Regions from separate parts of the Ovis aries genome. Here region 2 is linked to region 1. Evidence: chromatin contacts called from public Hi-C data. All regions are on one chromosome and are shown on one strand. The core of a region is the stretch at or near the end of the contact, and the rest is flanking DNA. Distances in the headings are between cores, read along the strand shown. Region 1 holds the start of SMCO4 (single-pass membrane protein with coiled-coil domains 4). Region 2 overlaps SMCO4 (single-pass membrane protein with coiled-coil domains 4).

Region 1 (6,837 bases), core at 2,091-4,590:
TATATTATTTGTCCATTGATTCATTCATTTAATAAATTTTGAGAGCCGATTTTGCAGCAGGCTCTACGTCAGGTTACAGGGATACAGCAGTGGGTCAACAGCACAGTCCCTTCTCTCATGGGGGGAGAACATGACAAACAAACAAATATGTAATCATGAAATGTGATGAGCACAGTGAAAGGTCAGGAGTGTCGTGGCAGAGTGTAAGAGATGCAGAAGGTAAGAGACGCTTTCCTGAGAAAGCTACAGCTGAGCCGAGGCCTGAGATAATGTAGTAGATGTCCACTGGTTTTGGTCACCTTTGGTTCGCTTTCTCTTCTTTTGATGACAACACTTGATGATTGTCTTTGGGGGCTTTCTTCATGGGAGTCCCATTCTTCTTAGGTTGGTGCTGTGATCAAGCTGGGTCATGTGACCAAGCCAGGTCAAGCTGGCTTTCATTGAGGGCTTGGACTCTGAGCGGAGTGACACAGGACGGAAGACAATCAGGGAGGGCAGGGCGTGCCGCGTGACAGCAGAAGCCGAAGCGATGGGCTGGCTGCACCAGGCTTCGTGGGGCCAGATGGAGGCTTTGGATTTTATCCTAAATACAAAGGAAAGTTGCAAAGCTATTTTGAGCACAGGGAGGATATTTTTGGGAGCAACCAGTGTCACAGGGGAAAAACAACCCAACAAACAATCCAGTCCAATGAACAGTGTGAAGACCTTTGGTCTTCTCAGTTCTGCCCTAAGCTAGCTCCAGGACCCTGAGCATTTGTTAGGCTCTTCTCATCTCTAATCTCTCTGAGCCCCAGTGCCTTCCTCTGCAAAATGAGGTAGGAGATTAGCTGACCTTTAATTTCCCTTTCTTCTTGGATGTTTCATGATCTACCGAGAAACCCTGTCAAATAGAATGAAGTGCTCATCATCAAGAAGTTTATAATCAAACGGGAGATACGAACACCCAACCTCTGTAACCCCTGCTGTATTCCAAGGATCCATGTTTAAAGCGGTTTCTAAGCTGGTTTTGCCAGCTCATTGTCTTGTTGGCTGCAGAAGGATTTTAACCAGGCTCAGTAGTCATTCAATGTAAACTTTGAGAGAAGGCAGTACTTGAAGTGTGATGCTCTGTTAAGCTGAGACATACTGACTTCAGCTGAGTGTTCTGTGACAGAAAACACGAGTGAGAGTATTGACTCTTGGCTGAATTTAGCCAAGATCTTGGAACTGTGGAAATGGCTGCGTGTGATATGTCTGCTGCTGCTCCGTAACTAAATCACGTCCAACTCTGCGACTCCATGGACTGCAGCAGGCCAGGCTTCCCTGATTTCACCAACTCCCGGAGCTTGCTCAAACTCATGTCCATTGAGTCGGTGATGCCATCCGACCATCTTGTCCTCTGTCACCCCCTTCTCCTCCCGCATCGTCTATCAGTTCATCTATTGCTGCTAACACTCAGTGGCTTAAAGCATCCACCATTTTATTTCTCACAACTCTTCGGACGGCTGGGTCATTTTGGCTAGACTTGCCTGGCCTCTGTCTTACGGCGGCATTCAGCTGGTGGGTTGGCTGGGGAACTGCTACAGCTGGGATGACAAGCCTCTCTCTGCCTCAGGCTTTCATTTTTGACGAGGTTGGACCAGGTTTTTTTCACTTTCTTCATAGCATTTCCAGAAGGCAAGGAGCGAGGCACAAGTGCTGATCAAACAGCCCTCGTTTGCCGTGTCTGTGGATGTCCCAGCGGCCAAGCCCAGGCTTAACAGAGGAGGCTTGACACCAAGGACATGCATAAGGAGGTGAGAGTCATCAGAGGCCATTAGGGTGACTGTGTGAACTGTCCCTCTTAGATATGCATTGCAAGACATGCAAGTTTAACCTATATGGTGCTTTCACAAAGACAAAATGTTCATGTTATTACTAGTATAAGGAAGCATTTGGAGTCACCTTATTAAGGGACTAAATCCTACATCAAGTGGTTCTGCTTGCCTCATAAAATTATTCATTAATTTTTGCAGTGGCCTTGGAAAGTTATGTACATATTTAGAAGAAAATACCATTTGCAATTATAATGAATTAAAGCAATCTTTACTGCAGTACCACTGTCTCAGTTTGGAACTAAGGCTTTCTAATTTCATATTAGCAGCGTCTATGTCCTCCCAACCCCTCTGCCCAAGGATGTGGGTGCCCTTCTCGTCGACCAGACCTCAGTCTCTTTTGAGGACAGGAATCCTACCTCACCCAAGTTTCTTTCTCTCATTCTCCCAGAATGTATGACATTCAGTGGACGCTCCTCGAGCTGTGCTATGCTAGGCTCAGATGCTGAGTTGTGTCCAACTCTCTGCCACCCCATGGACTGTAGCCCACTAGGCTCCTCTGTCCATGGGATTCCCCAGGTAAGAATACTGGAGTGGGTTGCCATTTCCTCCTCCAGGGGATTGTCCTGACCCAGGGATTGAACCTGTGTCTCCTGCACTAGCAGGTATATTCTTTACCACTAGCTCCACCTAGGATGCTCCCTGAATGCTGATTAAATAAACAAATCCACAGTTGCCTTTTAGTAAACCCCTTTATATTCCAAACACTTCACTCACAGATTGGATCACCAATCTCTCAACGCCACAGATGGATCATTCTCCACAGTTTACAACTCAGGGGACGGAGGCACAGAAAACCCAAGGTGGACAGGCTGGGATTCCAGCCCAGTCCTGTCTAACGCAACTTCATTGCACTCACTGCTGTTTTCCATGCAGAGCAGGAAGGAGACTGTCAGAAGTGAAAAGACACCTCCAGGTGTTGAGAGAGGGGCAATGAGGAAACAGTAGAGGCTGTAGCTTGCAGAAACCCTTAAGCATTCACTGCCTTTACAAGAAAATAAACACTGTTAATTAAGAGACTGGCCACCAAAACCCAGGTGGAAAACCAGTAGGAGAGCTGGTTCTACAGGTCTTAAAAAAACCCAGTACCAATTAGTTAATTCTTGGGGATGGGGAAGAGGAGAGACTGGAGAGGCCCTGTTGGGTAGGTGACAATTCCACACTCACAAGGGGTGTCCTCAGATGAAAAGATGGCCGTTAGTTTACATTTTGCATATAGTTTTTATTACCTACTGGATCAGTAATAATAGTAACAGTAGCTACCTGTTAATGATCATAATAACGGCTTCTACCACTTAGCTCTGGAGCATAGGTGGGTGGAGGGGCCGAGCAAGGCACTTCACATACAATGCAAGGTCTCAACGCTCACAACAGCCCAGAGAAGTAGGTTTTACTATTCTCAGTGTGTAGACGAGGTAACCCGCTCAGAGAGATTAGCTTTCCCAAGAGCTCCCAGCTGTTAAGTGGAAGATCTAAATCCTAAGTCTGTTCGACTGAAAGCCAGGAGTAACTGGGCGGTGGGCCCTGTGCCGCTCCGTGCTGGTCTGAGGTCGGGAACTGTGAATCTTATTTATTTATGCAACGTTGAGCACGTGTCTGAGTGTGTAATTCACAAACGAAAAAACAAATCTAGGTCCGGGTATCTGTTCTCTGGAAGTTTAGAAGCCTGCGTGGTGGAGAGCTGCCAAAGTCTGTCTTCATTCATTCGCTCCTTGGATCCCGTAAGAAGTGTTTGTGGCGCACTTGGGTATTCCGGGCGGGGCGCTAAACTAGGAGAGGGGACGGCGAGCCGGCTGCTCCCCAGCCTGACTTGACTTTCTCCGGGGCAAGGGTTAGGGTTAAGGGAAGCAGAAACGGTATGGAGCCGGCTGGGGCGCGACCCGCACCGGCGGCGGGGCGCGGGCGGGCGGCGAGCGGCGGCTGTCCGGGGCGGGCGCCCGGAGGCGGGCTCCCCGAGTCGGGCCCGGGGCCTCCGGCGGGGCGTCTCGGAGCAGCGGCGGTAGAGAGCCGGGCGAGGGGCCGCGGCACGCGGGCGGGCGGCCGGGCGGGGCGGGCGCGTTAGGGTTAGGGAGGGAGGATTCGGCTTCCCGGCGGCAGAGGGCGCCTGGCACTGCCGGCCGGGGCCGCGCGCCCGGGCGCCGGGAGGCGAGGCGGGGAGCGCGAGCGGCGGCCACCGCCACGTCTTCCCGGCAGCGGCGGCGCGGGCGGAGGTGAGCGGCGGCGCGGGCCCGGCCGGGCCGGGCTGGGGGCGGCGGCCCCGCGGTTCCCGCCGCGCCCGCCCCGCGCAGAGCCAAGCGGCCGCCGAGGCCCGGGCCCCGAGCGCGTCCCGAGCGCAACTCGTGCCGGCCGCGGGCGGGGGCCGCGGGGCCGCGCGTCTCTGCGCGGGGCCGGGGTCTCCGCGCTGCGGGCCGGGGCCGCGGCCGGGAAAGTTGGGGCGGACCGCGAGCCCCGCGGGCCGGGCGGGAAGTGCGGGCGCGCGGCGGCCCCGGGGGACGGGGGCACGGGGGGCGGCGGGCGCGGGTGCTCGGCGCGCGGAGAGGAAGGGGCGCGCTCGGGGTCCCGGCTGGAGCCCGCAGGTGCCCGGCGCGGCCCGTGGTGAGCAGGGGAAGGCAGGCCCGCGGGGTGCGCCGGGGGGCGGGGGGCGGAGTGGAGCGGCGGTGGGCTTGCCCCCTCCCCGCTGCCGGCGGACGCGGGGGAGGGGTCGGGCTCAGAGTTGGGGACGCCCCTGGGCTCCCGGAGACCCGGTGGGGAGTTCCTGGAACTGCTGGAGGAGGCGGCCGAGCCGCGCTTCCTCTACCGCCTGGGCCAAGTACCTCCCCTCCCCGTCTGCCAGACTCGCCTCCCCGACTGCGGCGCTGCTGTCTGGGAAGTTGACGAAGGACCCCTGAGTGGATGGGATATGTAGGGGTCCCGTGGGCAGTAGGATTGGGCTGCATGCAATCATTAACCGTTGCCAGGAGAGAACGCAGCTCTGACCCCCTCTGACACCCACGCACCCACCCCCATTCCCCTCTCCAGCACAAGCCACGTCGGTATTCCCAGGGTTCGGCTACGGATCCGCAAAGCCTAGCAGCCCCTCTGTTGGCAGAGTCGTGGTCATCCTGAAGGGGCGAAAGACACGGCCATTGATTCTCGGGCTGAGGCTGGCTATTTCAGAAACAAGTGGTTCTGCAGATGCTTTATTGGAATAATCTGTGTGGTGCCCCTTGACAGTGGAGATGACTCATGTTAGCTTTTTTTTTTCCCCTTCAAATAAATTTTGTATTCAAGACACAAGCGCACTAGGTCATTTGCAACCGTGGTAGAGCTGGAGACCCACACTGTAGGCCTTGAGACCTTGTCCTAGTCCTAGATGTATTAGCAAGGATTATGGCCTCCAATAATGGCATCACCAACTTGATGGACATGAGTTTGAGTAAGCTCCGGGAGTTGGTGATGGACAGGGAAGCCTGGCTTGCTGTAGTCCATGGGATCGAAGTCAGACATGACTGAGCGACTCAACTGATGGCCTCCAATGCATCACTTCCCGTCTTTGGAACTCAGTTTCTTTATCTGCAAAGTTCGGTATACAGAATGAGTTAGACAGTCTCAGGTGGCAGGAGTAGGTGTTTGAGGGAACCTTTTTCCTTGTGAACCTTGATCAGCCACACAAAGTCCACCTCAGCCTATTATAAAGAAATTAGGATGGACTGAACACAGCTCAGAAGCAAGAGAGGCTGCATAAGGCAAAACAAAACCAAAAACTAATAATACTTGGTACTGGATTTGCAGTCAGGATACTTTCTTATGTAGACAATTAGTGTATTGCCTGTTCAGCTATCATTATCATAAAGTAGTTAACTGTGCTTTAAAAAGTTATGTATGTCTCATCTGAGGACCTGAAATTTTTCTTTTGTTTGAACCTTCAAGCCTGGAGTGGATGCGCAGTGGCTCCACGTGGAGCAGCCTTACTCGAAGAATACCCCCAGGATCTCTCCTTGCCGTGGGTGAGTGCTCAGTCGTGCTTGACTCTGTGATCCCATTCTGTACCGGAGGACCCCACCAGCCTCCTTGGTCCGCAGAATCTTCTGGCAAGAATACTGGAGCGGATTGTCATACCCTCCTCCAGGGGATCTTCCCTATCCAGGGATTGAACCTGGGTCTTATGCACTGCAGGCTGATGCTTTACCACTGAGCCGCCCGGAAGCCTCTCTCGTTGCCATAGGACCATAGGTTTCCTTCTGTCTGACTGATGCTGCCGTCCTTGTACCACCACACTTCTGTCATCTTTCCCGTTCTGACTTGAGAAGTGGGGAGCTGATTCCTGTTGCATGTGGCATTTCTGAACCTCCCAGGTTTCGAGTGAGTGAAATTGATAGGCAAATAGTGCATTAGATACAGCACATTAAAAATAGCTCAAGGTAATAATGTGTCTGCTCCACCCCTATTCCCTAGACCCTCTGGACAACCTCTCAGTAGAAGTTCAGAGGCACTTCCTGCCCATCTTGTTTTGGATGCTGAGAGTTGAAATGCCATAGCTGGGTCAAATGGCACATTCATGACCAAGTCATGGTGCTGGTGGGCGGGAAGGGTTCTGTGTGTGTGTATTTTATCATAACTGAATGCTTCTGTCTTTCTGTTCTCTTCCATTAGTAGCTTTCAAATCCATATTGGGTTTGACCACATCATTTTCAGTAATCCTTTTCTGTCAGTTTCTTGTATACATTTTTACTTTAACTGAGAGCTATTAAATTAATAAAAATCCTGGTGCTAATAATAGTTGTCATTTGAGCCCCTACCATGTATCAGGCAGGACAAGATACGGGGGCTCAGCAGTAAAGAATCTGCCTGTGATGCAGGAGATGCAGCAGGGGTCGTGGGTTTGATCCCTGGTGGGGAAGATCCACTGGAGGAGGGGATGACACCCACTCCAGTGTTCCTGCCTGGAGAATCCATGGACAGAGGGGCCTGTCAGGCTACCGTCCATGGGGACATGAAGAGTCGG
Region 2 (6,837 bases), core at 1,123-3,622, 43 kb after region 1:
GATTACAGTGAATGGCTATCACAGTCAGATACCACTGCCTTATTACTGGCTGAGGCTCCAGCTATTTTCCCCACCACTGTTTTTGCACCATCAGTGCAAATGTCGCACAACTGAAGATAGTTTTGACCTGGCAGCACCCCCAGAGAGGGTTTTGGACCATATTTTGGAAACCACTGGATAAGACCAATGTGTACATAAAACCTCTGCACACATTGGACACTCTTGCTTCTCATCTGCCTGGAAAAGCCTCTCCCTTTCCATGTGTGTGTGCAAATGCACACTCTTATGCACATATATGTGTATGTAGCTATATGTGCATATATGTGCCTGTGTCTGTCACTTCAGTTAATATTGGTTCTACTCATCACGTGTTCATGGGTCTCTTCCAGTAGACAGTAGACCGTGAGCCAGGTTTCACATTTACCATAGGTGGTGATAGCCCCAAGTATCATTCCTATTAAATATTAACTTGTTTAATGTTGCCTGTCTTCATCACCCTTATATTATTTTTGTTTCCAGGGCTTAATAAATGTTTTTTGAACAAACAAAGAATTGGGTTACTATTTTCCCAGGGTTTTCTTAGGATGTTGGTTCTTTTATATCAGCAAGTGTTAAGCATGAAAGGGCATCTGTGGTTAAGCTGATTTGGGAAGTTCAACAAGTGTTTAATTGAAGGCTTTCCCGTATTTTTCATTGTATGATATGCACTGTGAATTTTTAAGCGGGATGGGAGGCTACAGAACGTACTATTTCTCGCCAGTTGAATAACACAGGAAACTTTTCTTGGCATGAATCACAGGATTAGGTTCCTTGGAATTTTCTTTAGGAAATAATTGTGTAAACTGCCTTTTTCAGTTTTTATAGATTAGTAAACTGATTACACATGTTTATTCATGCATTAATTTATACCTTGTATTTAGTTAGTACTTCTTAAGGCTAGACACTGGTAGATTTAGACATTCAATGGCTAGCAGAAAGAAAAAATACTTTGAGAAAATATTCATACACTACTGTGTGGAGTAGATGGTCAAGTGGGAGGTTCAAGTATCATCAACTGACCCTGCAAATTACAGGTGTTAGGTTGATGGTATGTTTGAAGGTACCCCTGGGAGATTGGTCTCAGGACTCCTGCAGATACCACAATCCTCAGGTGCCCAAGTTTCTTGCATAAAATGACTTAGTATTTGCATAAAACCTGCGTACGTCTTCCCATATACTTTAAATCTATAGAATATTTATAGCACCTTTCCGTATACTCTAAATCATCTGTATATCCTGTGTAAATAGTCATATGTGTGCTTGGTCGCTCAGTCATGTCCGACTCTGCGACCCCATGGACTGTGGCCTGCCAGGCTCCTCTGTCCATGGAGATTCTCCAGGCAAGAATACTGGAGTGGGTTGCTATGCCCTCCTCCAGGGGATCTTCCCAACCCAGGGATCCAACCCAGGTCTCCTGCATTGCAGGTGGATTCTTTACCATCTGAGCCATCAGGGAAGCCCAGGTAGTCATAAATGCAATGTAAATACTATGTAAATAGTTGCCAGTGTGTGGCAAATTTGTTTTGCTTTTTGGGACATTTTGGAAATTTCTTTTTTATAGTATTTTCCATCTGCGGTTGGTTGAATCCTTGGATGTGGAACCTGCAGAGACAGAGGGCGGATGGTCCATAGTGCTAAAGCATTTGCTTTTTGTTTTTCTCCTTCTCAAACCTCCACCGGGCCTGTTCAGGTGTCCCTGTCTGCATTTTGCTGCTGCTGGCATTCTTGGGATCCGGAAGGCTGATGAAGAGGCTCCATAATGATGGGGCCTCACTTGGCCGTGTCATCGGAGGGGATGGCGTGTCGGAGACTAGGCCTTTAGAAATGTGAACCAGCTTCCTGTTAGAGCCTGGCATGTAGTAGGTTCATGTATGTTGACTGGCTGAACAGTGAGTGAATAAGTGTGCTCAGAGACTAAAGGATAAACTCCACACTGTGATCCCATCAACCCTGTGCCTGAGCTTGCTCCACCATACAGGGTGGGCTGAATAAAGCCCTGTACCTGCTTTTCACGCCCCTTGGGTCTGACCTAGCCTGTGTTGTAGGGAACCAGTGACTCTTCCACCTTCTCTGCCATGCAAAACAAAACGTGAAGCCTGCCCTCCTTTCTGTGTTGATCCAGTTCTGTCCATATGAAAGTATTTAATCAAAGGATGTAATTTTGATACAGTGAAATTGGCCTTTGTCCTCTGACTTCCCAGACAGATGATAGCAGGATGGTTTTGCAACAGAATGGTCTCGGAGTCCGGACTTCAGTAAGATTAAGCCCATGCTTAGTGTGATGTTTCACTCTGTGAAGTCACCCACAGAAAAGGCAAACATTCCATGTTTAGTAACCAGTCCTGTTGGTTCTTGGAGTGTGGCCCATGCCAGTTTGGGCTGGATGGGCTGGATGGGCTCTGGGAACGTGCGGACTTCTCCCAGTGCTCCCCGCTCCCCACCACCTCGTGTGGATGGATAGATAGGAAAACATGCACCCACTCAGACTGTCCTTTTCTTTCCAAGCCTGAAACTTCTTTAGCCACGTCAAGGTCCTGCCAGAGTCTGGAAACTGGTAAGCTTTAGAGAGGCCGAGGGTCGGCTAGAGTCTCTTAGGAGAGGAAATGCACCCGGGTGGTTGGTTTCTTCAGGTGTTGCTCTGAGACCGAATTAGGAGAATCCTCAGGGAGTTTTCTTGAGTTTTCATTTTTGTGATTGAGTTAGAGTTGCAGAAGTATCATGAGTTGCTAATTTAAAAAGTGGGGTTTTTTTTTTCATTTCTTTGTAAAAGAAATTCACATTAATTGTAGAAATTTGGAAAAATATCAAAAGGCATAATGCTGAAAATTACCCATAATTTCTAGTATTCAGAGATAATCACTACAAAACGTTTTGTTGTATTTGCATGCATTTTATATGCATAATTAAGATCATTGTGTATAAATTTTGATTTTCCCTTTTCCCATTTAGCGTATTTTATCTTGCATTGAGAGCGCTACAGCATGGGAACTTGTATTAGTTTCCTCTGGCTGCAGATTTCCACAAACTGGATGGCTTAAGACCATGGAAATGGATTCCCTCAGTTCTCGGGGCCAGAAGTCTGAGCCGGGCCTGAGGAGGGTGCGCCCCCTGGAGGCTCTTGGGGGGAGCGCACCCTCGACCCTCAGTTTCTGGTGCTTGCCGGCGTTCCTGGCATGTGGCCCCGTCTCTCCAACACCTGCCTCTGTTTTCACCTGCCTTTCCTGTGTGTGTATGTAAGAAATCTCCCTCTTCCTCTCTTGTGAGACATTTGGGAGGGCATCTAGGGCCCACCCGATGATCAAGGATGTCTCTCCATCTTGAGATTCTTCACCGGCAGAGGTGCCATATCTACCCAAGCTAGCATTTAGAGGTTCCAGAGTAAGGATCTGTTATCTTTGGGGACCATTATTCAGACTGTCAGAGGATTTAAGAGCATAGACTTTTGAGCCAGACAGGGTGGGCTCAAAACCCCGTGTGGTCTCTTACTAGCAGGGTGATCTTGAGCAAGTGTCTTAAGTATTGGTGCCTCCATTTTCTGATCTGTTAAGCGGGAATAACATTAGCAACCTGAGGATTAGGAGGGTTAATGTTTGTAAAGCACCTTGTAAGCTTAGGAGACAGTGTTTGACCCATGTAAAGATTAGCTCTTGCTATTGTAGTTGGTTTTTATTAGAAATTCTTTGTAAAGCAGTCAAAGTACCCGGTCAAGGGTAAAGACCACGGCTATCATCAACTTAATTTCCAGCTGACTGCTTTCGTCTTGGTGCTTTGGGTTGTCTTTTCCCTCCATAGCCCAGTTTTAACATTCTACATGTTCAGAGTGGTAATAATTCTCTCAGAGAATGGGATTAGCCTGTAGTCATCTTGACTCTTAAGCTGCTTGAATAAAATCCAACTTAACTTGGGGCTTCCCAAGTGGTACTGTGGTAAAGAATGTGCCTGCCAGTGCAGGAGGTGCCAGTCTGATCCTTGGGTCACGAAGACCCCCTGGAGTAAGAATTGGCAACTCACTCCAGTATTCTTGCCTGGGAAATCCCATGGACAGAGGAGGCTGGTGGGTTACAGTTCATAGGGTTGCAAAGAGTCAGACATGACTGAGTGACTGAGCATGCATGCAATTTAACTTGACATTCAGACCCCCTGAAAAACCATCTACCTTCTAACCCTGCCTCCCAGCCCTCTCTTTCATAGCCCTTATCTTTAAACTTCATGAAAATCTTACTCCCTAATAGAGGGATTAGAAGAGTTTAGAGTCTTGAAGCCCTACAGTAGGTGATTTCATGGTTGATCCACTGAGGAACCAATGGAAAATTAGGTCAAGGGGATAGTGGGCATAAATGTTTCAAGATCTTAGCAAAACAAATGTTCATGTTCACTAAAACAGACTCTAAAGATAGCATAAATAGCTAGTACCAGCCACTAGTATGTGAACTGAGTCATCTGGTCTACCATCTGGCTCAGCTGAACCACAAATGCCTGTAGCCACATGAGTAAACCAGGCAAGACCAGAAGAAAAACCACCCCACTGAGCCCAGCACTAATTGCTGACCCACCAACCATGAGTAAATAAAATGTTTATTAAGGCCAAAAAAAGGACAGCACAGTAAATCAAGACTTATCTGTAAGTTATTTCATCTCTCATTGTAGTGTTGATAGGCATTGTATGGTTACTCAATTATTCCTCATGTGCTGTAGACACTTTCAGAGTCTCTCATGTTTATATTTTCATTGAAATTCTTTTTTATTTTGTTATGGGTAATATCCACATTAGGAGCCCTCTCTCCCCAGTATCTGGGTCTCCATCTTAGTCCTGAATACCGCTGAGATTTTATGACTTGTTTGCTGGTTCTCCTCTCTGGGTTTCCCACCTCTCTCTCTTCCTCTCCTCTCAGATATTATGGGATGGTAGTTGAGAGGCCCAGGTCAGTGTCTCTCATCTTTTACTTTTCCTTTGTTTCAGAAGTCTTTATTTCATCACCCTCTACTTGTGTTTTTTTTTTTTTTCCAGTCCTAACCCTGGATCTTGTAGTTTTCAATAAGTAACTTTTGGTTGCAAGGAAAAGAAATGCTCTCTTTCCAGCTTAAGTCAGCAGACGGTCTGTCGCAGGAACCTCAGGAATGCAGGGAAGAGCCTGACCAGCGTGCTGGGGGCTGGAGAGGCAGGCTCCTCCGGTCCTGCCTTGTGTGAGGGAGGGCAGGGTGGGGCCGGATGAGTGCTGGTGAGGAGCAGCCGGGGGAGCCACGCAATTGCCCTCTCAGCAGGGACTTGGAGGTGTCACAGGAGGTCTGCAGAAAGCAAACCAGCCAAACCTATGATACCTCTTCTGATTTCTCAGCAGGAATAATCCAGATCACCTTTCCTGGAAGTCAGTTTGCTGAAACTACTGAAGCAGCAGTTCTTGGAAGTTGAAGAAAAGGTAAATAGAAGCAAATTCGTGTCTGCTAAAGTCCCCTTAAGAGGGAAACCCATGTTTGGAGGGCCCCTATTGTTTCTCAGACATCCCTGTATGTAATATTTTACCTTCCTCTGCCTGGCCACACCCTAGTTTACCTTCACCAATGGCTGCCATCTTGGAAATGAGGGCTTTCCCCTCTGGCTGATGTGGTTTCTCCTGCCTTTGAACCCCCCTGTACCGCATTCTCCTTACTGACCTGTATCCCTGGGGGCACTCCGTGCCTCTCCTCTCTGTCCTCCCACAGCCGTGTGGGATGTGGGGCTGCTTTCTGTGGCCCGCACCCCACTGTAGCACTTCTGTACTGGATTATAGTTACCTGTTTGCGTGTTTCCCCCAGTGACTTCCTTAAGATGTATCTGAACTGTGCCTCAGACATAGAAGATGCCTTCATAAATGTTTATTGAATGAGCAGTGGTCACCTCATATGTGGATTCACTATGTACGTCCACCATTCGACCCATATAGGGCCTGTACTGTAAATCGATTTTATTCTTTGAGCATTCATCAGAGATTTTTAATCTCTAGTTGCTTTTTGCATTTTGGCTATTGGGGAAATGAAGCAAAGCTTTCATATCTAGTTTTTATTTTTCATGGGCAGTTTGGTTCCACGTTAAGAGCTGTGGTCCAGAGGCTTGAGGGGAAGGGAGGTGACGGGCAGGTCAGGGAACCAGTGACCTTGGAAGCGTGGCTCCCCACCCCACTCCACCTTGCTGGGGGTGGTGTTGAATGGGATTGCACGAGGTGGGGTTTGGTCATGCTGTGTCTGTGGCCCTCTTGTCTGCTGGATGGCAGACTCCTCTTCCACCCACCCACCCATCCATCTATTCATCCATATTATCCTCCAGACTGCCTCAATCATCAGAGAGTTGCATCTGAGCCCACCTTCCTGCTCCTAATCTTTTTTTTTTTTGCTTTAAATTATTGTCAGTAGATTCCTTTTCTCACCTGCTTTTACTGAACCTGCTGAATATCGCAAAGATGTTCCTTACTTATTTTATCTGTTTTGTTGATCACAATCCTCTTCAAAGGACTCATTCCAGCCTTTCCTACCTGACAGTAACCAGCAGTTGTCTGCTACATTTGATGAGTTCTTCCCCTTTCAGAAAGTGCTTCTGTGCTCACCACCGAAGTTCCTTCTCCCACCAATCCTAGGAAATAGGCAGGGGCGAATGGTAACTTCCCATTCCCGGAAACTCAGAGTGCTAGATATTCCATGTGAGGCCCATTGCCAGTGTGAACAGTGTCTGGTTTTTCTCTCCCTGGCACCGTCTTGCTAGTTCTCCTTGGAAGCTGCTTCTGTCACAAAGCCAGGGGGCCCTTTTCACCCACTCCAGGGTCCTCT

Evidence for each region. Hi-C and Micro-C count contacts between places; a contact is called where the count stands out from the background.
Region 2: a contact with region 1 is called in a Hi-C map of liver, with 2.6 times the contacts expected there. The contact joins the enhancer-like site here to the promoter of SMCO4 in region 1. A contact is called at or near these places in 8 of 16 Hi-C or Micro-C datasets (blood, liver, mesenteric adipose tissue and 3 more).

Annotation. Positions count from the first base shown.
Region 1 is chr21:881,496-888,332 of ARS-UI_Ramb_v3.0, forward strand. SMCO4 (single-pass membrane protein with coiled-coil domains 4) reads left to right here and starts at 3,341. Exons shown (of 4, transcript XR_006057575.2): 1 at 3,341-3,574; 2 at 5,763-5,839.
Region 2 is chr21:925,274-932,110 of ARS-UI_Ramb_v3.0, forward strand. SMCO4 (single-pass membrane protein with coiled-coil domains 4) reads left to right here. Exons shown (of 4, transcript XR_006057575.2): 3 at 5,379-5,456. Among named protein-coding and RNA genes, the nearest start is that of TRNAC-GCA, 3.9 kb to the right of the region's middle. Within about 2 kb of position 2,373, at least 3 of the 54 cell types and tissues checked have an H3K27ac peak or open chromatin away from gene starts, as enhancers often do. A contact at or near this core is called in liver, where this site is marked.